Regions from separate parts of the Muntiacus reevesi genome. Here region 2 is linked to region 1. A link is a contact called in public Hi-C data. All regions are on one chromosome and are shown on one strand. The core of a region is the stretch at or near the end of the contact, and the rest is flanking DNA. Distances in the headings are between cores, read along the strand shown.

What was found. A called contact is a pair of places that touch in the nucleus more often than the background predicts.
Region 2: a contact with region 1 is called in a Hi-C map of blood, with 4 times the contacts expected there. The contact joins the promoter of POP5 here to the promoter of HNF1A in region 1. A contact is called at or near these places in 2 of 3 Hi-C or Micro-C datasets (blood and muscle).

The regions. Positions count from the first base shown.
Region 1 is chr13:10,402,480-10,410,270 of mMunRee1.1, forward strand. HNF1A (HNF1 homeobox A) reads right to left here and starts at 4,028. Exons shown (of 10, transcript XM_065904267.1): 1 at 3,219-4,028. The coding sequence starts at 3,550.
Region 2 is chr13:10,708,893-10,716,683 of mMunRee1.1, forward strand. POP5 (POP5 homolog, ribonuclease P/MRP subunit) reads left to right here and starts at 2,640. Exons shown (of 5, transcript XM_065903892.1): 1 at 2,640-2,734; 2 at 2,816-2,958; 3 at 4,024-4,173; 4 at 4,348-4,431; 5 at 4,530-4,948. The coding sequence starts at 2,715. The coding sequence ends at 4,645. It overlaps RNF10 (ring finger protein 10), which reads right to left. Exons shown (of 17, transcript XM_065903891.1): 15 at 7,663-7,720; 16 at 7,405-7,563; 17 at 6,529-6,816. The coding sequence ends at 6,740.

The DNA of each region.
Region 1 (7,791 bases), core at 2,778-5,277:
GTTAACAGTGAGACTGACGGGGGAGGGTAAAGAGGGGGATGAACGTGTCAAAGACGGGCATGCGGCCTCAGGGCGCTATGTCAAGTGTGGAGGACTTGGGTCCAAGCCCTGGCCTTACTACTTTGTAAGACTACCTCGGGCAGGTCACTTTGCCTCTCTGAGCCACAGTTTGCTCATCTGTAAAATGGGACCACTGATAATAGCAGTCATTTGTTGCACTTACATGCTGTTTAACCCTGTGGGTAAGCGTTATGATCAGCTCTGCCTTGCAGAGAACACTGTGGCTCAGAAAACTGAAACAGCCTGCCCCAGCCGAGCTGGGGATCAAGTCCAGGCAGGCTGGCCTCAGTCAGGGGTGTCAGATTGGCCCACCTCAGCCTCTGTCTTCCTGCATCTCCGGGCCTTGGTACTGCCCGATGGAGAGGACCAGAGACCCTCGAGTTTGAGCCGCTCAGGGATAGGAGGGCCTAGGAGGACACTCAGGAAGGAGCCCTGGGACAGGCTCCTCCCTTGGCCATAGCAGCAGATGTCCCCAGGGCTCAGAGAAACCTAGTTGTCACTCATTCATTCATGAAGAGTGTCAGCTACTGGGCTGGAGATCAGGGGTCTGAGTGGTGAACACAGCTCTGGAAGGGCTTTGGTAGTCACAGCCCGAGACAGAAAACAGATAAATAAGATGATCATAAGTAATGATACATTTCAGGAGAAAGTCAACAAAAACAGGGGAAGAGAGAGTGATGATGCTGGGACCTACCTTTAGATGGGGTGATCAGGGAGGGCCTCCCGGACGGGGTGATATTGGAGCAAAAGGGGGAAGGAATTGGTCATGGGAAGATCTGGAAAGAAGGTTCCAGGGAGAAGATACAGCATGTGCAAAGGTCCTGAGGTGGGAATCAGTGAAGTCTGTGTAGTGTTAAGTGGAGGACAGTGGTGGCAGGGGGAGAGGTACCTGAGGAAGAGGTCAGGGAACCAGGGTGGGTGGGGAGTGTGAATTTTACTCATTGTCCAGGTCAGGAAAACCAAGGCAGGATGAGAAGAGACATGTCCAAGGTAACACTGGGTCACACCTGGCTTCCTGGGGAAGTTCTACCCCTTCGCCATCCTTTCCAGCCTCAACTTCCCCCACCACCCAGGGCGGTCATGGGGGTCCCCCACCCCTCTGCAGCCTGTGTCCTGAGGCCCAAGGCCCCACTTTCCCCCCTCGGGGCGTTTTCAGATCCCTTTTGTTACCTGAACAATAAGTAACCCAGGTAGTTAGTTATAAACTCCGCAGGAACAAGGAGCTGGTTGATAATTTATAGCAACATCTCAAATTTAAATGGAAAGTAAATAGCATGCTGTTAGCATTAAAGAAAACCCAATCGGGGCGGGAGGCAAGCACTCCAGCTTCCTCGCAGCTTGGGGCACCTCGCTCTCTACCCAGCCCCTTCTTCCAGCTGCATGTCAGACCCGGGCCCCTCCTGGCTCCTCTGCGCCACTCTGCTTCTCCAGGTCTCTGTCTCCATCTCCCGAGACGCACCCCCCACCCCCTATCTCTTCCTTCTTGTCTCCCCTCTCTCCCTCCACCTCCAGGTCTCTGCTGGTCCCCAGGGAGCACTTTGACCCCTGCTTCCCGCTCGCGTGCTGTGGATCAAGACTTCCCGTCCACCCACCATCCCACGGAAGGGGGTACTGGTCAAGAGGCCCCACCCAGCCAGGTAAGGCCTTTGCTACCCCACTTGCCCCCTACTCCCCCCTGAAAGCCCCCAGGCGCATCTGGGGCCCTGAGCAGTTCTGGCCCAGCCCCACCCTGTCCGGTTGCCCTCTCCCTGGGTCTGGTGATGCCTGACTCTATGCCCCTCCCCTGCAGCCCGGCAGGGCCCTTTGCCCTCCTCCTCCTACCAACTCAGGGGGCCCTGGCTGCTCTCCTGCCCCCTCCCCGGCCCTCAGAAGGCCTGGCAGGCCCTAAGGGCTCCCTGAGGGATGAATCCCACCCTCCCCCACCCCAGGCTGAGATCCGGACCTTGGACAGAAAAGAGATAGTCTTTGGGAACTCTTCCTCAGCAACCCATCCCCCCCCAGTCACCCCAAGTCGCCCCCAGCTCCGACCCTGGTCCTGGCGATCGAGGGCACCCAAGAGAGGGACATGGAGCCCCAGCTGGGTGGCCTTAGTCCAGCTCCTTCCCCTCTCTGAGCCCCAGTTTCCTTTCCTCATCCTTATCTGTATGTAGCTTTCTCCAGAGTTCATCTCAACATTGCCCAAAATGACACCTGTGAAACCTCAGCCCGGCACCCCTCCCGGGGCTGTTAGGAGGCAGGTTACAGAGCCTCGGAGTGGGGGGGGACTGTCCCTACAGCCCCCAGGCTCCCCTTCCGTCACCCCCAACCTCCCCCACCCCCGCCTGGGGGGGAAGTCAGAGTTGGCTCAGGCCTCCCCAGGCCACCAGCCCTACAAGTTAATGATCACAGGCCTTATCAGAGCCTTTTGCCATTTATAAATTTATAAAACAAAAGAGAAATAATAAAACTCGTGGGTAATTAGTAACCAGCTCAGCTTTGCTGAGGAGAGGGGAGCAGAGGGCTCAGACCCACCCCGTCCTCCGGGAGATGGGTAAAGTCACCCTGTGGGTGGGGGTATGGAGCGGGGAGGCTTCTAGCTGTACCTGCGGGTGATGGGGGGGCCTGAGGCTGTGCTGGAAAGGGGAGCAGCTCCCCTCCTGAGGCTCCATTTCCAGCAGGTAAGAAAGACCTGGGTTCTCCTGGCTGAAAGCTTGAGTTCTGGGGAGACCAAGGGGACCCCCCAAAACCCCAGCCAGGGGTGTGCCCTGATGCTTAGCAGGGAAGTTAGGATTGGGGGACTAGAAATGTGCCTGATAGCTAAAACTTCCCACCACCAGCCCTTTCCCGGTTCTCTCCCCGGGTACTCAAATTGTGGATTCTCTGCTTGCTCCCATCTTGGGGTTTCCCTGTGGGGCATGCCCCACTTCCCAAGCTCTGGGCTGGAAGCCTTGGCTCATGGGGACAGGACCCTGCAGAGGGCCAGATCGGGCGCTGGAGACTCCAACCTCCAAGCCAGAACCCCCCTCCTACCACCTCCAACCTCTAACGGACCCTGTCCCCGTCGCGACAACCAGGTTATAGCCCATGGGACTCTGGACTGGGAAGGGCTGGGCAGAAGCCGAGGGTGAGTCCCCCTCTCGGGGCTCCTTGGGGGCGGGGGACAAGGGAGGGGTCCTTACTGCAGCAGGGTCTCCACCACGGCCTTCTGGTGGGCCGCCTCCTCCGGGCTGAGGCTCTCCAGCTCCTTGAGGATGGGTGGCGTGAAGTCGTCTCCATCGTCATCCGTCTCGTCCTCCGAGCCCCTGGCCTCCCCCAGCCCATTGGGCAGCTCGGCCAGCTCCCCTCGGCCGCCGCCACTGCCGCAGGACTCCCCCTTGTCCAGGGGGCCATCTCCAGCCAGCAGGTAGGGCCCAGGCTCACCCAGCGCCTGGATCAGCGCCTCTTTGCTCAGGCCTGACTCTAGCAGGGCCGCCAGGAGCTCCGTCTGCAGCTGGCTCAGTTTAGAAACCATGGCTCCACTAGCTCCGGGCCACGCGGCCCGGGGCCACCAAGCCGGCCGCCTCCCCCCCGACCGCGTGGGCTGGCTCCGTGCTGGCCGGGCCGCAGGCAGGCCCCAGCCAGGCTCCTTGCACCCGCTGCCCCCCCCAAACCCCACTAGCCAAGCCCTGTGGGCACCCCCAACCCCCAACCCTGGCCCCAGTGGCCAGTGAATCAGGGCCCCTGCCCGCTCTGTTTACATTGGAGCTGGGGAAATTCTCCAAGGTTCATATTTATCCGTGCGCTTAGCGAAGGGACTGAACTTTGGACTTCACCCTGCGCGGTGCAGGCCTCATGGCAGAGCAGAGTGGTAGAGCCGCGGCCTTCCACGGGAATGGGCAGAGTGGAGGGCGGGGGAGGCGGCGATGGGGGGCCACACAGCTGGGGCGCAAGGAGCTGGGAACCGGGGAGTCCTCCGGGTGACCAGCATCCGGTCCCACCCCCTCAGGACCTCGCAGTGGGTCAGGCTGGAGCCAGAGAACCAAACAGCAGGTTCCCCTTGGGGACAGAAGCAGCAAGGATTTCCAGGCCGCTGGGCTAACTCTCCTCAAGGGCAGGGGATGGTCACATCCATTTGGGGACGCTCCCCACAGCCAGCCCGGGCACCAGGCCTTCCCAGGAGGAAAAACGCATTGACTCACGTCTGCTGTGGACCGGGTCTGTAACTCACTTCATTACCTCCGTGAAGCCCCCTGACAGCTGTGAGTGGGCACAGGGATTATGCCCATTTTACAGAGGAGGAAACTGAGGTTCTGTGAGGGTAAGCAACTCACCCAAAGTCATGCAGCTAGCAGGGACAGGACCTGCAAGGGGGAAGCAGGGTGAGGCTACTCAAGTTCTTGACTCAGGCACAAATTTTAAGGGGATGATGGAAGAACTCAGTAAATCTAGATAAAATAATAGTTTATATAAAGATATTAAAAATTCTAAATTAATGCAAACCTTAAAAGAATTTAAAAGACATGTCCACACAAAAGCCTGCACATGAATGTTCACAGCAGAATAATTCTCCATAGCCAAAAAATCAAAAAATCATAAATCCATCAGTGAAAGAATGGATAGAAAAAAATCTGGCCCATCCATACATGGCATATTATTTGACCATAAAAAGGAGTGAGGGATTCTCTGATGGCTCAGCATCCATCTGCCATGCAGGAGACACAGGAGACTTGGGTTCGATCCCTGAGTCGGGAAGATCCCCTGGAGAAGGAAATGGCAACCCCCTCCAGTATTCTTGCCTGGAGAATCCCAGGGACAGAGGAGCCTGGTGGGCTACAGTCCATGGGGTCGCCAAGAGTTGGACACGACTGAGCATACACAGCAAAAAGGAGTAAAGTCCTGATTCATACTACAATAGGTGTCAATCTGGAAGACATTATGCTAAATGAAAAGAAGCCAGACACAAAAGACCATCTATTTGTACGATCCCACATATAGGAAACATCCAGAATAGGCAAGTCTATATGGGTCAGAAAGTGGATTCATGGCCACCAGGGTTTGGAGGGATGGGGGTGGGGACAGGGAATGGCTACTTGGTGGGAATAAGGTTTCTTTGGGAACGATGGAAATGTTCTAATATTGATTGAGTGATGTTACACAACTCTGTGATTTTACTAAAAACTGCTGAATTTTGCACTTGAAATGGACAAACTTTATAACATATGAATAAAATATATTTCTTAATGACAAAAACCTGATGAACAAAAAATATCAAATTTTAAATAGCGGCAGGTTCCAGCCCTCCCTCACTTCCCACTGATCCCAGCACTGGACAAAAACTCATTCTCACAGCCCCTGACCCACCTCTTCCCTTTTCCAGTAAGAGCCTGGACAAAACTTCCTGCTGTCTGTTCCCTGGGGTGGCCCTAAGCCCCCAGAACAAGGGGTGCACACCGTTGCCTGGAGTGGGCAGGGTGGTGTTGAGGCTCCCCCAGGCTGGGGCACCTCTCAGGGGTCTGTGGAACCTGGATCATGCTTGCCAACAGTGGAAGGGAGAAGGTGGCATTTGGCCAGGAGGCTCTCACGGCTGCCCAGGCCAGGCCCGCGGAGGGAAAAGGGTGCTGGTCAAGTCTTCATTTTTGCACTCACTTGACGCATCCAGCAACCGTGAAGCCCATGTGGCCACTGAGCATCTGAAATGTAGCTGATGCCTCTGGCAGAAACAACAATATTTTAGGTGAAAGTTTTTAATTTTTTTTGTGTGTGCGTGTATTTAAAAAAAAAATTTTGGCCACACTCCAGTGGCCTATGGGACGCCTAGTTCCCCAACCAGGGATCGAACTCATGCCCCGTACATTGGAAGCAAGGAGCCTTAACCACTGGACTGCTGGGGAAGTCCCAAAAGTTCTTAATCTTAAAACTACATTTTTAAACATTTTACATTAAAAATTAGAAACCTTAAGTTCACTCATTTCTTTTTACTGTTATAATGGTACCACTGGGAACGTTTAAATCACATTTATGGCTCACATCCTATCTTTATTGGACTGTACCACTCTGCAATTTACTTACATTGTTGTTGTTGTTCAGCTTCGTGACCCCATGGACCGCAGCACACCAGGCTTTCCTGTCCTTCACCACCTCCCAGAGTCTGCTCAAAGTCATGTCCATTGAGTCGGGATGATGTTTGTTTTTTACGGTCTGTCTGCTTCTGCTAGGATGTCCGCCTCTCTCCTCCCAGGGCTGGGCTTCTGTCTGTCTTGTTCACTCCCAGTGCTTAGACTGTTGCCCCATCCACTTAGTAGGCAATCAATAAATATTCATGGGGTGAATACATTTCATTGCACACCGACCACGTATAGTTAGCTCTGCACTAAGCTTTAGTAATGTATGAAATGCTCAGAACCACTCTGCGAAGCAGGTGCTGTTGTTCCCATTCTGCGGAGGAGAAAACAGAGGCTCAGAGGGGTGGAATGGCTTGCTCAGAGTCTCCCTAGAGCCTGGCAGTCTCGCTGCACAGGATGGTGCTGGCGATTGCCCCTTGGGAAAGTGGGACCCCCCCACATTCTCCCAGCGCTTCCCTTTGTCTCTAGCATAAGTAGCTTTGGGGTCAGGCAGCTCACCGCTGGGGGCAGAATCCTCAAGTCCAGGCGAAGTTCAGGGAGGATGCCGCGTGCTGTCACCTCGTGGCTCGCATCTTGGATACCCCCTCCAGGAAGCTGCCTCCACCTACAGCTGCCCCTCGGAGACTCTCCCCTAGAGGGTGGAGCCGGATTGGGTGAGACCTGGATGCCCAGCAAGACTTTTTTTTTGCCACACCAAGAGGCATGTTCCTCCACCAGGGATCTTAGTTCCTCCACCAGGGATCGAACCTGCGCCCCCTTCAATGGAAGCACAGTCTTAGCCACTGGACCACCAGGGAAGTAACATGGCATGACTTTTAAACTCCTTAACTTCTGGGGCCCCGCAGCCAGGTGCCTGAGCCAGTGACTCGGGGACGGAAGGTGGATTTAGTTGGGAGGGGGACCGAGGGGAGTGGGGAGATCCTCCAGGGTGTCTAAGGAGAGAGGCCCCCCACCCAGGGCCCAACTTCAGCTCCCACTGCACACAAAGGCTGTTGTTCTGGGCCCCCTGAGTAGAGCTCCCGCTCTTGAATAAGAAGGGTGTCAGATAGCGATGCTTGGCAAACAGAAAGGGGTGGATCCAGGCCCCAATCTGCCTTTCTTCACAATCAGGGGACACATCTGAATGAACATAGAGGTGGGAGAGGCATTTTGCCTTCTTGAAAATCACATGGGACCTAGTGTGAATTTCACGGACCCCACACACACACCCTAACGCCAGTGGGTGGCCTCAAGCGACGATTTTGCCTTTATTGACTTATGTATAAAACAGAGGTATAGATCTCCAACTTTTTATACCTAATGCAAGTATTCCAAACTTTCTTGTTTCTAGGCACTCTCAATGTCTCAGTAATTTTTTTTTAATGGCAACCCCTACTTCCTTTTTAATGGCCTCCCGACTTCCCTGCAAAAAAAGAAAAAAAAACCCAACAGTTATGTTTAGTAAGTAAGTGAGGTCAAAACAGCTAAGTGTAAAAAAAAAAAAAAACAGTTAAGTATTTACGTCAACTTAGTTGCCACTTGAGTGAAGTGAAAGTCGCTCAGTCGCGTCCGACTCTTTGCGGCCCCATGGACTTTACAATCCATGGAATTCTCCAGGCCAGAATATTGGAGTGAGTAGCCTTCCCCTCCTCCAGAGTAACCTTCCCTCTTC
Region 2 (7,791 bases), core at 1,390-3,889, 310 kb after region 1:
AGGCCCAGGACGGACCCGGTGTGCTTCTCCCGGGGCTGTGCCTGCGGGTCGTAGTAAATCATTCGCTCAAAATCACGTTTACAGTGCACTCAAGGTGCTAGCTAGGCGTTCGCGCGCGGTATCTCGTTTAAATCTCATATGCACCACGCACGAGGGAGGAACCATTATTATCCCATCGCACAGATGAGGAAACTGAGATCTGGAGACGTGAATTAATCGCCCCGACAGCACGTGTCTGGTCAACAACGGAGAAGAGATTCTAACTTATACCTGTAGTCTCTCCAATGTATATACAAAGTGGACGGCGAAACCGCTCACAGGAAGACTTCAGCGGTGTAGACCAGAGCCGGGACCCTGAAGTCGGATGGACTGGAGTTGGAATTCTGATGTTGCTCCTTATTGAACGTGTGACTTTGGCCAGAGCCCCAGCTGCATCTATGAAATGGCGCGATTTGGGGATTAAATGAGTTGAAGGCTGGAGTTAGGGGAGATATTTTAAGGATGTAAGGGGAGGCGGCAAGCGCAGAGGCAGACTTTCTCCACACATTATGAGCATCTGCCGCCCCCTGCTGGCCAAAGGAGGACGCGGGCGGGGACCGTTTTTAGATAAGACCTAGGCAGGGCGACGGCTGTCCCTCCCCCCCTTCCTTCCGCAGCGTCCCTCCTTTAAGGTGATTTAGAATGAGAGGTGGAAAAATTGAGGACTCATTCCAAATATTGCAAACAATCGGCTGTGAAATCCGACTCCCTTCATGGTTCTCACAGGGCCTGCCAGGTCCCTGACAGGTCTACAAATAAATAGTCAAGGATGGCCACAAAGAGCTAGATATAAGGCTGAGCATCAAAGCACTGGATATACCAAGAAATTCTTGAACAAATTTAAATGTCCATCATGGAAATATAGACCTGTTTAGCAGTGGTACATCTAAACAAAGCTGTCCAGGGCAGCTGAAAAATAACCTTGAAGAATTGTTTTTGTTGTGACTCAGTCACTAAATTGTAAATAGTTGACATGAAAATATAGTCAAATGACAGAATGAATGTAAAGACAATATGTTGAGAGAAAGGAGCCATACACATAGTCACACACAAACACGCTGTTGGAGATTTATATTTAAATAAAGTTCAAGAACATGGGAAAACTGTAGTTCAAGTGGTAAAGAATCTGCCTGCAATGCCAGAGACCTGTGTTCGATCCCTGGATCAGGAAGATCCCCGGGAGAAGGGCATGGTAACCCACTCCAGTATTCTTGCCTGGAGAATCCCATGGACAGAGGAGCCTGGCAGGCCACAGTCCATGGGGTCACAAAGAGTCGGACACGACTGAGCGACTAACACACACACATACACAAACTTCAAGAACAGGCAAAGCTTATCAGTCATGATAGAAATCAGAATAGAGGTCACTTCTGGGAAGATTTTTGGCTGAGAAGAGGGCACAGGAACCTTCTTGGGCACTGGAAATGTTCTTTCTCTTTATCTGGGCAATAGTTGCAAAAGTCTATACATATGTAAAAATTCACTTAATATGCCCTTTATGTAGGTTATGCCTCACTAAGATAAGATCCTTTATTTTTTAAAGGATATTCGGGCAGCGGGGGAAAGAATACTAAACTGTATGATTCTATTCTTAAAAAGAAAATAAAAGGAAAAATATAATTTAACATACAGCAGAAGTTCTCATCTCAGTTGTTTTTTTTTTTTTTTTGGTCTCAGGACACTTTTTCACTCATTAAATTATTGAGGATCCCAAAGAGCTTTTGTTTTGTGGAATATGTTGATATTTACCATGTTTATTAAAACTGAGAAATGTTTAAAACACAATGCACAATTCTTTTCACCATCAGAACAATAATGTCAGTACATGTCATATGGCCTCTGGAAAACTTTACTGTCCACTCTGAGAGAGTGAAACAAACAGCATCTTAGTAGTATTATGAAAGTGACTTGATACTGGAGACTCTCTGAAATAATCTCAGAAAACTCAGTGGTTCCTGGACCTTACATAGAGAACTGCAGGCATAGGGGGAAAACTAGGGGGAAAAACCCACTACGTGATAAAGTATTCTCTCTTGGTGCTGGGGTTATAACTTATTTTTATTTGCTTCTTTGTGCTTTTCTGTTTAAAAAACGAGTACACACAGAATAAACAGAAAAAAAATATAATGATCACAGATGGTTTTTGCACAAAAAATGAGACAATACACCTGACTCCATAAGGTTGCTAAAAGACCTAAACAGTAATAAAGTATTTGGCTGTAAGGGGAAATTGAACCGAGCTGTAATCTGAATATTACATTGTATTACATTACAATTGAGTCCCAATTTCCCCTCTGTGAATCCTTGGCTTGTGAGTGCAAGATCTTGCCCTCAAGACTTGGGGAGAAAATATAAATGCACGCACGACTGTGTTAGAAAGTAAATATCGTGGAGGCTCCAAATGCCGCATACAGAATTAATGAGTGGGCACAATCACCCATCACAGGCACAAAAATCCATCACTCGCGCAGCCTCGCTCCCAACTGCATCAGCTCGGTACTGAGCAGGACGCCTGCGCTCCGCAGAGAAGAGGCGGAGCTCAGGGAGAATGACACAGGGCTCCGCCTACATTCTAGCTCCGCCTCCCTGAGTGGCTGCCGGGCCAACTTCCTATTGGCCGCCGACGAAAGCAGACGTCCGGTTTGCGTGTCTGGCCGCCGGAGGTGGAGGCAGCCATGGTGCGGTTCAAGCACAGGTAAACAGTCTCTCGCCAACAGCCCCTTGCCCGGTCCCCGCGGGCCTGCCCCCGGGCTCACCTCCCTCTCGCCCGCCGCAGGTACCTGCTCTGCGAAGTGGTGTCTGACGACCCCCGCTGCCGCCTGACTCTGGAGGACCGAGTGCTGGGCACCCTGGTGCGGGACACGATCGCCCGCGTGCACGGGACTTTCGGCGCTGCCGCCTGTTCCATCGGCTTCGCGGGTGCGAGGGTGCTTGGGAACCGGGCGGACGGCGGGGTTTGGAAGGGGCGGTGGCCACAGGAGGGAGAAAGAAGGGGCACGAACGACCCCGGGAACTGCCAAGCCTTGTGTACTGTCCTATGTAAGATACCGTTCTTTTTAGCAGCGTCGCATCCCGAGGTCTGGGTGAATCCAGTGAGGCGGAGAGCTAGCTAATAGTAGGCCACGAGTTCAGTCCTTGGGTTGGGAAGATCCCCTGGAGAATCCCATGGACAGAGGGAGCTTGGCGGGTTACAGCCCATAGGGTCACAGAGCGGGACGAGTGAAGCGACTTAGGCAGTGGGACATTGGGCAAGAACCCCTTGTATCTAATTACCCTTGAAAAGGGCCTGTACAGGACGCATACTTGTGTGTATGTAGATAGGAGCAGGCCTTCTCAACAGCTACACTACTATCGTTCCCTTTTACCATATTCTTTGAAATTGAATTCCAGAGGTGATGCACATAGGCATAGCTTTCCTACCTCAGGTGAGACTCAGTTGACTGTTTGAAAAACCTACACAGCCCAGTTACAAGACAACTTGGTTTTCAGCCAGGGATTTTCTGAGGAAGGTGGATCTCTGCACTCCCAACTCAATTTATTAACTAGTCAATGCATTAGAAGAACATTTTTAATTCTAAATTCACCAATTCTAAGTGGTGTGCAAGGCACTGGATGTTTCTCCCTTCCATAAATGAAGTGTTAAGTTGCTCAGTCCTGTCCGACCCAGGCTCCTCTGTCCAGTTCATGAAATTCTCAATACTGGAGTGGATAGCCATTCCCTTCTCCAGGGGATCATCCCAACCCAGGGATCAAACCTGGGTCTCTTACATTGCAGGGGGATTCTTTACTGTGTGTAAATGGGCTGTCCTACTTTTTTTTTTCCCCTTCAGAAATCAAGTTTTTACTTACTGATGCATTCCAAGTGCCACTATCTTGAGCCATCTCTGATCTCTAGCACATGGGTGCTTAATTAGCCAAAGATTTTTAACCCATCCCTAACAGTCCAGTTTCCCCAAATGATTTTTATTTTTTCCCCTGCTGTAGTACGATACCTCAATGCCTATACCGGAATAGTGCTACTTCGATGCAGGAAGGAGTTCTACCGGCTTGTGTGGTCAGCTCTTCCCTTCATCACATACTTGGAAAACAAAGGACACCGCTACCCGTGTTTTCTCAACACCTTACACGTGGGAGGTAAGGGTGCATGGGATATGGCTGGTTTTGTAGCAGGTTCAGCATTCAGTCTTATGTGGTAGATGAGTATTCCTGCTCTCCTGCTAAGAGCAAGATACTTTTTCCGAGCTCTGCAAGACTCTGAGGTAAATACTTTCCACAAGCTGCTGACCACAAAGCTCTTACCTGTGCCAGGTACAATTAGAACATGCCAGAAGTTCCTGATTCAGTACAACAGGAGACAGCTGTTGATCCTTTTGCAGAACTGCACTGATGAAGGTAAGAGATGCTAGCCCTGTGCCCACTGAGCAGGGACTGGCCATGGCCTCTGGCTGAATGAGAGGTCACTCATGCTCTTCACCTTGCTCTTTCTCCAGGAGAGCGGGAGGCTATCCAGAAGTCTGTCACTAAAAGCTGTTTACTAGAGGAGGAGTCGGCTGGGGAGGAGCTTTCCGATAGTGGCGGCGAGGAGGCTGCTGAGCCAATGGAGTGAACCTTTGCACGCTGTGCTGTGCCCAGGCCTCAGGGTCCACTCGCTGGGATGGGACATTCTGAGAGGCAGCAGCATCTTCTGCAGTTCCCAAACTGGATGACTGCTGACCAGAGGCCAGGTGACCAGCTCAAAATGGACTTAGTAAAACTAATCGAAGTCACCTTTACCCAGCATTGCCTGGTTAAGTGGTTCTGCAGGTTGTGAAGCCCCTGTCTTTATAGACGTCTCTGCATCTAACTGCCTGGCTGGGAGCAGGTTTAATAAATGTATTTGGCTTCTTTTAGCACTTGGTGCACATGTGAAGTTCATGGTTGGCCTAGTCTCTTTCTCCTTCCATCCCTGGCCTCAGTAGCAAGACCAGCTCCCTGTGTGGTACTAGATGTATAGCCTCCCACTGGAGACCCGATAGCCCTGCCCCTCGGTTGGGCCCTAAGCAATCCAGGTCATTTCGGAGTAGCAGTTTTGACCTTTACTTGTCCACAGTGTGGGGCATGTAGGGTCTCAGCTCCTCGACCAGGGATTGATCCCAGGCCCCTCGCAGTGGAAACTCAAAGAGTCTTAACCACTGGACATCTAGGGAAGTCCCCAGAGTAACAGTGTTAGTGAGACACAGCAACTAAACTGGCACAGATCTAGAGCTGGTCTCAATGACCCAAAGGACCTTAAAAATAAACAGATTCTTTGCCAATACTTGACCAGGTAACCTGACAAAGAATAATAGTAATACAATTCTTACACTTTGGAGTGGGGGAAAATATCTTTGTAATAATGTTACCTGACCTCATTATTACAAAGTCAAATAGCAGCTGCCAACATCTGGTTGTTGTCTACAGTTCCACCCTTCTCTACTGCCTTATACCTATCTGGCATCTGAAGGTAGGTGAGACAATGCACTCACTGGAATTAGGAGACAGGAGACATGACCCGTTTTGATTTGCTACCTACTAAACACACTTCAAGGACCTATTCTCTCCTTTATAAAATAGACATCACTCAGAAGTCCCTTACATATTAATATGTTTAACAAACATTTGTCACTTTAAGAATGGGAGGTTAGAACTAATAAAATAAGCCCAGATCAAGAACCCTTTAGGCCTGACACTAGGAAAGACATGACTCCATGAAAACAGAATGGCTCAAGTTCACAGCAACTGTTACCTTAACCTATTAAGAAGAATATGTCTAGCTGACCTGAAATAAATCTTAAAGAAACCAGAAAGCTCACAATGATTATGCAGGAGATTTATTGCAACTATTTGCCTTCATAGTCTATTATACCTAGAGGTCACTTTATTAAGCAGCAAAATAATTCACATCACTCAAATTCAGCTCAAACCAAGGCAAAGGACTGCTCCAGACAACAAGGAGGCAGTGGGGGGCAGGGGTTGGGGGAAGTATCCCCACTGCTTTCAAACCTGTCCTGCTCTGCCTCCGGGTGTGCCAGACTCCTCCATTTCTATAACTCAGGCCACTGTCACTTGAAACAAGCTTGACCTAACGGCTATCAGGTCCTAGGGCCTCCTGAGCCAATGACAGTTACTTTCTGTGCCAAACAGAAGGTAAAACCCTCCATCACACAAGTGGCAACCTGGGTCTGACACCACAGCCTGGTTGTCAGAAGAAAAACAATTCAAGCTGGGTATCCTACATCCATTTATTCCCATCCCTCTGTTTCCTTAACGAGAGGAGTACTGAACAGATAGAAAAGATTCAACTATTTTTAAAAGACACACCAATAGATATGCTGAAAGCAAGGTGCCCTAACACTGGTTTGGGCTGCTCCAGGAGACTAAAACTTAAGTTGGGGTTGAGAAAAACTAATTACACGTGGGTCAAAAAGACTACCTGACAACAAACTAAAAACCTTGGCAGGAAGAGCTCTCTTGTGAGTGTCAATACTTTATTTTGGTGTAAAGACGGGAAGCTGGAAAATACACTGTATTTAAAATTTTCTTGGTTCCCCCTCACATTGTGGAAACCCCCTCCCCCCCAGAGCTAATCTGTTCAAACTCAAATACTTAAAAATTACAGCAGCAAAACAAAAGCGCAAATAAAAAGAAAACCAGATGGAGAAGTCAGCCTCGGCCAGTAGTGTCACTTGGTGTGGACGACGGAGGTGCTGAACAGGAGCTTCTGTTTCTGTTTCTTTCTTTTCTTTCCTCCTTTCTCTTCTAAACAAAAAACAGAAAGAACTTAGCTTAGAATGCCACCCCTTTGCCCCCTGGCCAGTTTCCATTGACGAGAGTCACGGGCAACACGAGTGCAGGCTCTGGATTAGACTTCCTGGATTCAAATACCGGCCTTGCACTCTCTGGGTGTTTGTCTTCAGACACATCACTTCGATCCCAGCCCAGCTCATCTGTAATGTGAGTTATACCCACTTAATACAGCTACTGGGAGAATAAAATTAGCACAATGCTAGGCGTGTGGGAAGCACATCATAAATGCTAGTCGTGAATACCACAGAGTGGGGGTGTGCTTTGAGTCTGACATCCATCTTATCAGCCACCTTCACCACCTCAGGACTCAAAAATCTATAAGGCTGGGGGAAAAAAGTTACGCAGAACTTCACAAAGGCCTCAAGAATTAATCTGGGGTGCAAAAAGGAGCCATTTGATATACCAGGTGGAATGTTAGTTAACACTAGAATGCAAGCCCTGAGGCTCAGAGGGAAAGAACCAAGTGATTAGTGATCAGTGCCCCTGGATCCAGGAGGGAACCACAGCCCTGAGCCGAGCACCCCACTCCTGTGCTTTTACCAGAGAGCGGATCTGAAGTCACTGGTGTGTCCAGTTTCATGAAGGCTGCTTCAATAGCTTGGCTGAAGGAATTCTGGAAACTGGGCACAGGAACGCGGTCTGAGTTATCACTCTCCCCATCGCTGTCCACAAGGGCAGGAGGACCTAAAGTGTTTTCATCTAAAAAACACCAGTGTTAAAATTGCAGAAACAACTCCAGAGCCTTCTACTTTCTGAAAGGGGCCAGGCTTCCCCTTTTTACCAGAGGGCCATTCTCACCTTTCTTTGGAGCGGTTTTGGGCCATACATCTGCTTTTGCTTTTCCAACTCTCAGCATCTGCCAAAGTGGAAAAGGAAAGGAAAGAATTTAAGTTACTGATCCCGTTTCTTCTCCAGACTCCTACCTTG